Linked DNA regions of Gossypium hirsutum: region 1 is linked to region 2. A link is a contact called in public Hi-C data. All regions are on one chromosome and are shown on one strand. Each heading gives the region's core, a stretch centred on a gene start, on an enhancer-like site or on the middle of the called end of the contact. The rest is flanking DNA. Distances are from core to core; before and after follow the strand shown. Region 1 holds the start of LOC107915030 (phosphoenolpyruvate carboxylase kinase 1). Region 2 has its middle 24 kb from the start of LOC107915847.

Region 1 (7,111 bases), core at 3,823-6,322, 170 kb after region 2:
TTCCTTTTATCGATTATTCTACTATGCATAAGTTGTAAGGTTAGTTTTTATTTAATTTTAGATTTTAGAGTTTTTAAAAATTAATATTTTGGTCTAATTCTAATAGAATGGCTGAATTTATTAATTTAAATTATGGTATTTTCAAAATTTAATACGATAAACATATTATCGCATGTTTCGTTTCTTATTACTTTTTTATTTTCATAAAAATACTAAAAAAAAGTTAAAAATTTTAATTATTGGATTTAACAACTACCATTTGAGTCAAGATTAAAATTTCAAAATTAAAAATATATAAAAATTAAAAATAATCAAATTGGAGAGCAAAGGCTAAATCCACCATTTATGCATAGTATGAGACAAATAGTAGAATTGGGCCTAATAGACTTAACTGCTACTAATTAAATTAGGGATAAATCTAAAAACTGTACATAAACTATGGTTTAATGTGTAATTGTATACATGAAATTTTGATTTGATCAAATTCTTGTAAATTGTCAACACAATTATTGATATAACATCATTTTATGTTTATATATTGCATACATAAATAATTATATTTATCTAATATAAAAATAAATTGATGTATTTATTTTTTAAAATGTGCATGATTAAATCAAAATTAAAATTTCAACTATACATTTGAACCACAATCAGAGTTTCATGGATATGATTGCACCAAATTAAAATTTATGTATACAATTACACATTAAATCAAAATTTATGTATAATTTTAATATTTATCTATTTAAATTATAACTAAAGTTTCAAAATTCAACAAACAAAATGAATAAAATTAACCAAATTAAAATACATAAACTCAATCAGTAAATTAAACAGATTAATAATAGAGTTTGACTTTTTTTTATCACTACTCCAATGCATGTTGTTCTTCACACTTGCAAAAGTTACTGGAACTCTAACCAGAACTTTTCTTTTTCGAAAAGGTTTACTTCATTGCATAATTGAATGGTTGAATTTTCTATTAGTACTTGCACTTTATGAAAGTTATGAATTTAGTCTCTATATTTTAATTTGGTCAGTTTTAGTCTTTGTACTTTTCAAGTTTTAAAATTTCAATTATCACTAAAAGATAACAGTTAAATTTTATTATTTTCAAAATCTAATACAACAAACCTAATATCATAAGTATAATGCTATGTCAGTTTATTATTTCCACATATTACTTATTAAAAATTTAGTTAATAGATTAATGAATATCATTTGTGTCGAGAGCAAATTTTCAAATTTTGAAAAGCGTAGACTAATTAAAATGATCTAATTGAAGAATATAGATTAAATCTATAAATGTATTCATAGTACATGACTAATAATTGAATTTAAGCAAACAAATTTAACTGCTACTGTTTAGGTCAGGACTAAAGTTGACCAATTTGAAAAACAAAGAGACAAACAAATCAAATTAAAGTACAGGAACTAAATTCGCAACTTTCACGCATCTACAATTTTTTATTGTTAAATTAACATGAAAAAGAAAGGTAAAAAAATTCTAATGCCTTCAAATTGCTCTTGTAAGTATAATTTTCTCTACTTATAATTCAAACAATAATCCTACTAATTATAGACTCTCGACTAAGGAGGTAGTTAGTATTGTATTAGTAGATGTATTGTTTTTTACTATGTATTGGTATTGTTGTACAGGTTTCTTTTAAAAATATATTTAATAATTTCGTAACAAATATTTACAAATATCAAAAGAATATATTTATATAAATAAAAAATATTTATAAATATGAAATGAATAAGATTATATAAATTTTAAATATAAAATATTCATAATTATATAAAATACTGATAAAATATAAAAAAAATCATAAAATTGATGTACAAAATACAAACAGTAAATTATCAATTATAGTTAAGGGTTTTGCTTAAATGTTGAGTGTCGAGATTAGGGATTTAAATTGCGGTCGCGGCCGCATTTTCGGTCGTATTGCGTTTATCACGGTTGTGGACATAACAGATTCTATTGCGGTCATTGCGGTCGTGAACTTTAAAAAAAAATTCACAAAACTTATTGTAAAATATAATAGCGGTTTCGGCAGTAGCGATTTCGGACGGTGCCACTACCGCTATATAACTACCGCTATTTCGGTAACGAACTGTTATTTAAATCTCTGGTCGAGACTTTATTCAAAAGTTATCAATTACTGTTTATCAATTAATATTTGTCATTTATTATTTATTATTACTTTATTCAAAAGGTAATAAAACTTTCAAATTTCAGCCTAAAAAGGTTGTTTTGGGCTTTACATCAATTCTTGTCTGTATAGCCAAAATTAGTTAATATTGTTGGTATAAACCGATGAATTTATTTCAAGGTTTAAAAGTGTAAAATTTTTTTAAAAAATATTTTCTTTATACTTACTTTTAAATTGCATATAAAAGTTGTTAAACTTAAAAAAAAAATTAAGTCTCTATTTCTTTTGTTACACTCAATTGAGTACTTGAATTGCCAAAATATATTAAAAAAAACCTTTGATCGTTAACTTTAACAGTTGATCGTTAAAGTTACCGCCTTTATTTTTTGTTGAAGCCACCATGAGCCATAACAATGGCGTGACATGTGACAAAAATAATAAAAAATAAAAATCAATAGAAATTATAAAAATGTAATAAAAATATATACAAATTAGAAAAAATATAAAACTCGTAAAAAAATTATAGAAAATTTTAAATTTTTATAAAAATAGTAAAAAATTATAAAATTTTATAAAGTCGTAAGAAAATTAAAAAAATATAATTTTTTTATAAAAAAATTATAAAATTATCGTACCTAAAGAAGTATTTTATAATTTTTTTATAAAATTTATTGATTTTTATTTTTATAATTTTTCACCACATGTTATGCTGTGTAGTGAAACGTGATGGCTTTAACTTAAAAAACTAGGGGTCATTAACTTTAACGGTAATGGTTAAAGGGTGTCTTTGATGTATTTTATAAATTTTTTATGACTTTTATAAAATTTTAAAATTATTATTTTTATGGTTTTTATAAAATTTTTAGTTTTTAATAAAATTTAAGAATTTTATATTTTTATTAAAATTTAATAATTTTTATAACTTATTTTTTGAAAAAGTTTCAGGACCTTTTTTATACATTTTGAAAGTTCAAATACCCAGTTGAGTGAAAAAAAAAGGGGGGATTAATGGCTTTTGAAAAAGTTTGAGAGACTTTTTTTTATGCATTTTGAAAATTTAAGTACTTAATTAATTGCAAAAACAAAAGTAAGGGCTTAATTGTTTTTTTTTTGTATGTTTGTGAGTTTTTTACACCCTTAAGCCTTATTTAAACATAAAATTTTATTTTAGTAAAGGGGTTGTTCTCAATTTCAAGGTTGATTAAATTGGTTTCGTTTTAAAAAATAGGAAAAAATTAATTCATGTTAATTTTGAAAGTAAAAGTAAGTAATTAAATACAATCACAATATTTACATGTTTTGGTAGTTTAATTTAAATTCTAAAAAAAAAACATCAATATTTACACACTTACATAAATGTTGTAGTCAAATTTATTCGGTTTTTATCAAATTGATAGAATGTATAAATTTAAGGGTTAAATTTTACATTATTTCAATAAAAATTATGAATAATTAAAAATAATTTTTTTTACTAGATAGTCAATTCTTGAAGAAACTAATTAAGCAAACAACTATTATAAGAAATGATACTTGGGATAAAAGGGAAAATCAACAAAAGAAATAGATATTTAAATCTAACAAAGATATATATGAAAAACAATAACAATATCGGTAACTCCAAAGTTTTCTTCATTGGATGTATCTTTAATATATAAGAACAGAAAAACAACCATTTTCACTCAAATACCATTTCTTCTATACACACTCTTTTCCCAAGCTTAGAAAAACTCGCTTTTCATACAATCACCCTCTATAGAAAAAGAACAAAAAAAGGTTAAATCCCTCAAAAAAAAAAGAAGAAAAACCCTCTTTGGAATGACAAAAACTCATCCCGTTTAATGTTTATATACAATCATCAGCAGATACCAGATGAGAAACTTCAAAAGCTCAGCATCCACTTGTGATCCATGGATGTCCTGTAAATAAATAAATAAATAAATAAATATTGGGTTTTTTTTTAAAAGTAATAAAAATAAAAATTAATATTAAAATTGGCTTACTTAGAACTTGTTCAGCGGACAATCTTCTAGAAACATCTTTACAGAGCATTTTTCTCAACAGATCCTTGGCTGCCGGCGAAACCGATTGGAAAACCCTAACGGGGAATCTCAAATTTCCCCTCAAAACCGCCTCGAAAATCTCCACCACCGTTTCCCCGTGAAACGGCGGAAATCCTGCCAACATTATGTACAATACGACACCACTACTCCAAACGTCAACTTTCTCCCCGTATTCCCTCCCGCCCAAAATCTCCGGAGCCACGTAAAACGGGGTTCCCACCACACCTCTCATTACCTCCGGTGCCACGTCAGCGGAACCGAAATCCGTTAGCTTAACGGAATTTTTCGAATCGAACAAAATGTTTTCTGGTTTGATATCACGGTGGACGACGCCGAGACTGTGAATGTGAGCAAGGGCCTGAACGAGTTGGGTCAAGATGGGTCGGGCTTGAGCTTCGGAGAACTGCCCATTGTCGATGATGAGATTGTAAAGATCTCGTGAAGGAGGGCAGAGATCGAGCACCATGTGAAGATGAGAGTCGTCTTCGTAGAGGTGGTGAAGGTGGATTATATTGGGGTGAGGCGAAACCAGAGTGAGAATTTTAGGTTCATTGAAAAGACACTGAGAGTCGAGAGAATCACCGGCGGAGATTATCCGTTTGTCGATTGATTTAACGGCAAAAGACTCGCCGGAGATCAAAGAAACGCACCTGAAAACGATGCCGAATCTTCCTCGGCCGATCTCTTCACAGACCTCGTAGTTAGCCTTCAATGATTCAGTCATGGTTTCTTCAGTTTTCAATTTACCCTTGGTTTTTTTCTTTAACCTTTTCCATTAAGTTTTTCATAGGGTTATAAATAGAGGGTTTAAGGAATGTTGAGAGGGAATATTCGGCTCAACCGATGGGAGAAAGACACGTCTTGAGATACTGTAACTGTTTTGTAGACGTTGGATCAGAAACCGAAAGTCGGTTGGATTAAATTACGAGAATGCCCTTAGTTTGGTGTACGGTTTGGATTTCCGTACGCTGTGTGTCTTTCGGTTCGGCAGTTGGATGATACAGTTACGATCAGAATCCCATTGTTATTAAGTTTGCCCAAAACTTTTCGTCTTAATTACTGTGTTTGCCCTCTTTCTTAAATAAAAAAACAATTAATTAATGGATTAAATTACAAGGTTTATTTTGTAAATTGCAACTTTATTTGTCAGTTTATATTATTCTCCTCCTTTTCCGTAGTTTAAACTAAAATGCTACTGTTTTGAAAAAGAAAAAGGTGCTACGGTTTGATTTGGCATCAACTGTCAGCATGATATTTTTAGATTCTCGCATCATTTAGATGTTTTTTAGTTTAAATTGTGTTTTTTCCTTTCTAATTTTTAAAGAAATTTAGTAAAATCATTTGATGAATTATAGTTTTTCAAGTTAAAAAACAGCTAAATATGTAGCTTTTTTTTAATTAGGGTTTTGGGTCGTTTTTTATAAATTAAAGAAATATGTCGATTTTGAAGAGAAAAAAAATGTACCCAGTTAAATGCGCTTCTCTTCAACAACTTTTTGAATGTTGGATGAAAACGATAACAATGTCAACCACCATTCTTTTCCTATAAATACCATCCAAATTTTCATTTATTTCACTCAAATCCAATTATATTAATTCTTTATATTAATTATCATTAACAGTGTAACAATTTCATTTATTTTAATATAGTTTTTCTATGTTTTCCTTTTGTTAAAACTAATCCATATACTTTTATTTTTTTGAACAATTTAATTTTTTTATTTATTTTTTCCTTTTCTTCTTCCCTTTTATTTTTCTCTCTTCTCATATTCTTCACCGCAGAAACAAAATATCTATCCACCAAATAAACCAAGTTCTTGTTTCTTTCACATGATTCCTAAATTGAATTTCACTTAAAACCGAATATCAACCATTGTTAATCAAATCTCGATTTGAATATAACCTAATTTTGAAACTAAAATTGGATCTAACTAATCAATATAAAAAACCATATCCTTAATCAAATATAAACATAAATTGAATTCTTTATATTCAAAATAAATTTTTTTCGTTTCCAAACTTTTACAGAATCGTGCATATTATTCATTTACTTTTCTTTTATTTTTTGACGAATAAAATTAAGCAAACGATAAAATTGATCTAAACCTTCTTGGATATTCTCAAGCAAAATTAATTGTAAGCCAAGCATGAGAGAAAGAGAGCATGGAACCAAACTAGTTTGGGTAACGTTGAGGGTAAGTTTCGTATGATGGTCATTGTAGTCATTAAGAGTGTAGAGCTCATTTGTAGAATCCGTGAAACAACGTAGTTTTGAGAGGGCGAGGATGTTGTAGACAAGATAGATAAGGTGGCTATGGGGGTTGGTTAGGAGGTTCAAGGAACAGGCTTGGGAAACGTTGTTGAGGGTGGACTACCATAAGTCATGATTGGCGAGGTATTTGAGTGAGGCGAACTTGTAGACTAGGTCATTGAGAGATCCAAACTGGTTCGTTAAAACGATGATGAATGATAAGGGTTTGTAATTGTGGGGTGAGAATATGTGAAGTAAGTTTTATTTTGGTCTCAACTTTTCACTTTTCTATTTTCATAAACATAAAAAAAGTTTTAACAAATGAAAAACATAGAAAAGCTACGTTAAAAGAGATGGAGAAGAGAGGAAAACAGAAAGAGAAGTAGAAGAGAATGAAAAATAAAGGAAAAAAAAGGAAAGTTCAAAGAATATAAAAGAAAAAAAAATTAAATTGCTCAAAACGAAAAAATATGGGGACCAATTGTATAATTTAACCTAAAATTTTTGTTTGAAATGATGATTTAACGTGCTACGTCAGCTTACTGTTGCACCATTAACGACAATTAACGGCTCAGTAACTAAAATGTTACAACACGTTAACGTAAAAGACTAAAACGTAATATTTCAAACTTAAATGA
Region 2 (7,158 bases), core at 3,417-5,916:
GTATCAGATTTGGTATATAATAATTTTCGGCATAAGTTAGAGGATTTGGGGCTCTCTCATCCCCTATAATCATGGAGGATTCTATTAATGGAGGGGATTCTATAATTATGGCAGATTATGAAAAGCAGGTGGCTTTGGACAATGTGAATACCCAATTTGGACCTGTTAGCCCAATAGAGGAAAACTCTAAAAGCCTAAAAAGGTTAGTTGGAAGCAAATTGCTAGGGGTGTGGTGAGAGAACAATAGAACAACAGAAACGTTTTAAGAAAATGAAAGATAGGTTTGTTTGGGGGTGAAACATTTGGGGATTTAGAGTTGGATGGTGAAAGTAATAAGAAATTTAAATTCGAGTGTGGGGATTCAGCTGGTTTAGTAATTCTGTCTCTTGAGTTGGTTTCTTTTAAACAAGGATCAGCGGCTGCTAGAAGACAAGTCGGCCGAGAATAATGAAAACATTATGTTGGAATGTTCGTGGATTGGGGAGTCCACGGGTAGGCTTCAGCATAATGTTCGTGGATTGGGGAGTCCACGGGTAGGCTTTAGCATATGCTGAAGGTGTTTATTCCCTGGATGGTCTTCTTTATAGAGACTAAAATCGACAAAATACGAATAGAGAAGGTGAGAAAGAGGTGTGGTTTTAGGTATGAGATTGAGGTAGAGGAGGAAGGGCCAAATGGAGGACTGTGCTTTGCTTGGAAGGAGGATGTTATGGTTGATTAGCGAAGTTTCTCGAAAAATCACATTGATGACTTAGTCAAAGATAATGAAGACGATAAGCTTTAGCGATTTACTAGTTTTTATGGGACGCCATTCGCAAGAAATAGGGATGAAACTTGGAACCTTTTGCGACGACTTGGACATGATCAAAGCTTCCTATGGTTGGTGAGTGGGGATTTTAATGAAATTTTGTATTCTTTTGAAAAGGTTGGTGGGGTGCCAAGGGAGGAGCATAGAATGGAGTCTTTTAGAGAGGTCTTTGTGGAGTGAATTAGTGGACATGGGCTATTCGAGTTCATGGTTCATGTGGGAAAGGGGAAATCTGCCTGAGATAAACATAAGGGAACAACTGGATACAGGAGTTGCGAATGAGAAATGGTTGAGTGCGTTCCTAAACGCTTGGATTAAATACTTACCACATTCATTCTTTGATCATTGCCCGCTTCTAATAACTACTGATAAGGATAATGGGAAACCGAAGGTGGTGTCATTCAAGTTTGAGGCTTGATGGACAATGGAAGATGCGTTGGAATGAGAGATTAAGCAAATATGGGATATGTCTTCTGGTTCTATGTTTGAAAAGTTAGATAAGATGAGTAATGGTTTGACTAAATGGGCAAAGCTGATTAAACCTAAAACGAGTAGGCTTAAAGCGTGATCTCACAAAGAAGTTGGAAGAATTTATGGGTATGGAACGAGATGATGATACTTTGGTAGAGCTTATCGATACTAGAGTCCAACTGAATTTAGAGATTGAAAAGGATGAAGCTTATTGGGAACAGAGGGCACATGCTAATTGGTTACAGTTGGGGGATAAAAATAAAACATTTTTTCATAGATATGCTTCTGTTCGTAGACGGAGAAATGCTATTAGTAGGTTAGAGCGAGAGGATCGATTTGAGGTGTGTAAGGAGGTGGAAATAGGGGAGTTAGCTACGAGCTTTTTCCAACATTTGTTCTCCTTGAGTATGGGGTTTTTCTAACATTTGTTCTTTTTGAGTGGTGTAGATGATTTGTCGCATATATTGACTGGAATTAATGTTAGTATTTCTTCAGATATAAAATTTTTTCTATTGGCTAAGTATATTGATGAAGAGATCTACCCGACGTTGAAAGAGATGGGGTCCACTAAAGCGCCGGGTTTTGATGGTTTTCCGGCTATGTTCTTTTAGCGGTATTGGCACATTGTAAGGGGTGATGTTTTTGCGTATAGCTTGGGCATTTTGAATGATGATAAAGATCTTGGCTCTGTCAACAATACTGATATTGTGTTTATTCCTAAAATTTCTAATCTTACAAACTTAGAAAATTTTAGACCTATAAATTTATGTTCCGTTTTATATAAAGTTGTAGCAAAAGTAGTAGCAAATCGGCTTCAAGGAGTAATTGGAAGGTGCATTGATAGTTGTCAAAGTGTGTTTATGTCGGGGTGATTAATCTTCGATAATGTGTTGCTAGCTTATGAGTTATTACATACTTTTGGTCAAAAGCGCACAGGTAAAAAGGGATACATGGCTTTGAAGCTAGACATTAATAAAGTCTATTATAGGGTAGAGTGGGGTTTTCTAAAGGAAGTGATGTTGGAAATGGGTTTTGCTAATGAATGGGTGGAGCTTATTATGAGATGTATTTCTTTGTTGTCCTATTCAGTTATTGTAAATGGTTGTAAGGAGAGGACGTTTAAGCTTGTAAGGGAACTTTGTTAAGGTGACCCCTTTAGCCTTTTTCTTTTTCTCATTTGTAGCATAGGGCTCTCGACTTTGATAAGGTTGGCTATGGAAGGAGGATTATTACGAGGAGCCAAAGCTAGTAGAAGTGGTCCACAAATTTCACACCTACTATTCGCGGATGATAGTATTCTTTTGGGTGAGGCAATAACGAAAGGAGCTTTTATTGCTGAATGGAATATTAAAAGAATACGAGAGGTGTTTAGGTCAATGTTTGAATTTTAGTAAATTAACAATCATTTTTAGCTCGAATACATGTAGGGGGATAAGGTAAAAATCTCGAATCTCTTAGGAATAAAGTTCTCGACTAATCTTGAAAAGTATCTGGGGTTGCCAAAAATGGTGGGGAGGGGGAAAAAAGTCTTTCCAGAAATTTAAGGATAGAATTAAAATGTGTATTGAGAGCTGGAGCATGAGGCAAGGAGGTAAGGAGATTTTTATGAAGCCAGTTTTGCAAGTAATTCCCACATATGTCATTTCATGTTTTTTGTTACCGAAATCTTTTTGTGGGGAGATTGAGAGTATGATAGCAAGATATTGGTGGCAGAAAGGGCAAGGGCGGACGGGGATACATTAGTGTGAGTGGAGTCAAATGTGTCGACTAAAAGAGGAAGGGGGAATGAGATTTCGGAGCATGGGAAAATTTAATATGTCTTTGCTGGCTAAATAGGGATGGAGGCTTATAAACCTTCCAAATTCGTTACTTGCTTGTGTTCTTAGAGTGAAGTATTTCCCTAGGTCTGATTTTATTAGTGCTCAGTTAGGAAATAGTAGTGCTCAGTTAGGAAATAGTCCATCGTACATTTGGAAAAGCATATGAGATATGAAAGGTGTTTTAAAGGAAGGGTTAGGCTGGAGAGTGGGTTCGGGAAAAAAAATCTCAATTATCGATGATGCATGGATCCTTGGGAATTATAATTTTAGATTATCTACTTCTATTCTTAATTTGCAGCATTCATTGGTGTTAGAACTTATAGATGCAAATGAAAGAAAATGGAAGCATGAGTTAATTAGTAATACCTTCTCGACGTCGGATGCAACCCAAATCCTCCGTATTCCGTTGGTAAAAGAGGCTCATGATAATTGGTTGGTGTGGGATGTGAGTCTTCAGGGGAGTTCTCCATCCGAAGTACTTATATACTATTACAGATACTTCGAGGGTTTCTAGTGCTTACGCTTTACAATCAATTTCTAGTGATTTCTACAAAAAGCTATGGAGCTCCCTGGGAAAATTAAAATTATAGTTTGGAATATTTCTTTGAATTACTTGCCTACATTAGCTAACATGAAATACAAGAAACTTGTGAACACAACATGCTGTCCTCGTTGAGAAAGGGAGGAGGAAATAGTGGATCATTTGTTTCGAGTATGCCGTGTAACAATTGAAGTATGGTCAGATCTTAAATTTTCACATTTCCTAAGTAATCAAGATTTTGGGTTTGGACATTGGCTTACTGGAGTATTTGATGCATGTTCTATCACTCAGTGATGGCTTTTTTTTACGCGCTATGGGTTATCTGGCGAGATAGGAACATAAGGGTCCATGAGAGTGAGTTTGCTACAGGGAGGGATATAGCACATTTCATCAGGGGTTACATTGTAAAGATTACTGAGACAGAGAAGAGGACAATTACAAAAGAAACTGGATTGGTGTGCTAGAGGGTAACATCAGATTCAACCATTAAAATCAACTTTGATGGCACTTTTGACGGACAGAGATTTCAATCGGCTTTGAGTGTTGTGGCAAAGAATGCTAAAGGGAAAGTGGTACTTTCACGAGCGGAGACTAATTAAGGGGTTTTTTTAGCCTTCGCTGTTGAAGCTATTGCTTGCCATCGAGCAATACAAATGGGTATAGAACAGGGTCGGGTGCAAGTAATAAACGAGGGCGATTCATTGTCAACAATTAAGAAATGTCAGTCAATACATCTGAATAAATCGTTAATTGGTGCTTATATCATATATATACATCAGTTGAGAGACGAATTTCAAAAGATCTTTTTCAGCCATATACCAAGATCAGCCAATGAGTTAGCCCACACCGATTACGAAAGAAACACTGAGAGGGGGTGAGTCCTTTTACCTAGAGGAGGGAGTGGACAGAGCGAAGGAACTGGAATAAAGAAGGTGATGCGGTGGTAAAGAATGGAGAAAGAAAGAGTTAATGTCAAGGATGAAAGGAAATGCTACTCACTTCTCTTTGTACTTTTGAACCGTCGAAAAATGAAATTAATTGCAGGTGTTGGGACGGTTGCTAAGGATTGAGCTGATTGGGCAATGGAATAGTGATGTAGACTTTTTGGAATTTTCTTTTTTGTTCTGATATTTTTTTTACATAAGTTTGGGCCTTTTATTTGGGTTTGCGTGAGTTTTTTTGTTTTTTTAATTTTATAGATTTTTTTTCATTTTTGTTTGTTTTGGATTTCAAAGTAATAAAGCCCAATCTATTTTATTTAAAAATAATAATCCCCAAAAGACTCTCATCCACCTTATTTTTATAGTTTTCTTTTTGCAATTAAAATGATTATTAACTTGATTTTTTAAATAATCTCATTATAGGTTATGATCATATCTGCTATTTTGACACAATACTTAGAACTACCCATAGTCCCTCCCCGACCCATAAATCGAAGGATAATGCACATCAACGCACTCGAACCGGTGTCCTCCTGCATTGACAACAATACCCATGCTAATCAAGCTAAGACTCAATCGACATTAACTGAATTTTTTCATATTAAGTAAATATAATATATTTTTTTGAGTAAACTGAAAATTTTAAAAGTAACACATATGAAGCATATGATGTAGTTAATTGAATTTTTTTACGTATTAAGAAGTTAATTTTAAAATAATATACTATTTTATTTTATATAAACTTTATTAAAATCTAATTTTGAATAAATATAATTTGTTAGAGAATTAATTTAAAATTTTTAAAACTAACACATATGAAGCAATTAATTATTAATATATTATATTATATTTATTTAAACTTTTTAAAATCAGCATAATTTTTTTAATATAAAATAAATATCTCGAAGCATGTACCGTACACCAATAAAATTGAAACAAATCAATATAAATAAAATATTAACAAATCGATATTATTTAAATAATTAATATTGATCTATAATCTAAATTGATATTTCAAAATTGATATTTTTGCCAAACTTCGAATAGAATAAAACTTTCAAGGGGACAAACAACCTTTATGGCTTATTAATAAATTGAAGGGTAAATTACACCAACAGTCACTCAACTTTTAATTTAGACAATCAACTTCCAAAAAATAACAAATCAGTCATTAGCACTAGCAAAAAGTGACAAATCAATCACCTACTAACGTTTTCGGTTACAGGTCTAATGGAATAGGTGTCCTGGCCAGTTAACTTTCTTTGTTGGTTTATGGTTTTTTCGATTTAAGGGCATTTGGGTTTATGGTTTTTTAGATTTCTTTGTTGAAATATGTTGCATTCGCATGGGGTTTATGCACTGCATATGTTTGTATTCAATGAGTTTATGACTTCATTTTGGATTTTGTTGAAAAAACTATTTAGGGTTTTGATAGAAATGGATACATTTGTATTAAAATGTATGGTATGTAGACCTATGTTTTGTATGCCAAAGATCCCACTGCCTTTATCGTTTGCCATGTGCATGATAGAAATGAATTTCTTTGGTTATTTCATCATATTGTGTTTGGTGATTGCATCATTGTGTGGAAATTTGTTTATGGCTTGGGAGTTTGAGATTTAGCAAATTAATAGTTTTTTGTAACACCCCAAACTCGACCTAAACATTAGGGCCGAATCTGGTGATGTCACATTGTAACACCCCTTACCCGTATTCAACGTTGAATAGGGTACGAGGCATTACCAGAATAAATACACTTATAACCATATTAAATCGAGTTATAAAATTTTATCCAAATTAAAAACTTTCAAATTATTATCTTCGAGTCGATAATTAGGATTTACAAGGCCAAATACATACCCATTCATATGCTCAATACATCTATTAAATCAATCCAATATTGAAGAATCCACTTTATGTCAAAATCAATATTATTAACAATCTAAAATCTTTTTATGTTGATTTCATATATCACTTACCGAACTTCGAATGTCAATTCACAAATATGTAATTCATTAAGTCATTCTGGTATACACAATGTTTAATTGATGAAATCATTTAATTGAGCTAAATTTCATGTTCACTCTAAATTTTCTTCTAAATCCATAAATGCTTTCACTTACCATTTACCTAATCAATTTCTCGAACCAAGCTATCACACAACAATAATACATCACCTGTGCTTCATGAATTCAATGTTCGAATCTTATCACCATCAAATCCATGTCATTCGAATACTTAAAGTTTATTCAAGCATATATTATTACGTTTCATATACCAAACATATGTCAAAATTTACGAATACGCAATCAATTCATTTTTCATTTATTTGACTAGAAATTTAACCTCAAAATTCATAACATTCCATTACTTAACATATGCCATAAAACACTCCTTTAACATAAACTAGCATCATGGCCGAATTTTCATTATGCTAATTATTACCCTTTTTCCGAATCACATAGCAAAATATTACAATTATGTATATATTGAATACTATAATTATGCATCAACTTACCAATATGAGTTAATTCATGAATCACTCATGACATTACTTCATGCCAAATATACCAGACA

The links. A called contact is a pair of places that touch in the nucleus more often than the background predicts.
Region 1: a Hi-C map of leaf shows a contact between it and region 2, with 2.0 times the contacts expected there. The contact joins the promoter of LOC107915030 here to the enhancer-like site in region 2. A contact is called at or near these places in 3 of 34 Hi-C or Micro-C datasets (all in leaf).

The regions. Positions count from the first base shown.
Region 1 is chrD10:42,775,657-42,782,767 of Gossypium_hirsutum_v2.1, forward strand. It overlaps LOC107915030 (phosphoenolpyruvate carboxylase kinase 1), which reads right to left and starts at 5,073. Exons shown (of 2, transcript XM_016844124.2): 1 at 4,163-5,073; 2 at 3,775-4,078. The coding sequence starts at 4,946. The coding sequence ends at 4,050.
Region 2 is chrD10:42,605,070-42,612,227 of Gossypium_hirsutum_v2.1, forward strand. No RefSeq gene overlaps it. Among protein-coding and RNA genes, the nearest start is that of LOC107915847, 24 kb to the left of the region's middle. Within about 2 kb of position 4,667, at least 5 of the 9 cell types and tissues checked have an H3K27ac peak or open chromatin away from gene starts, as enhancers often do. A contact at or near this core is called in leaf, where this site is marked.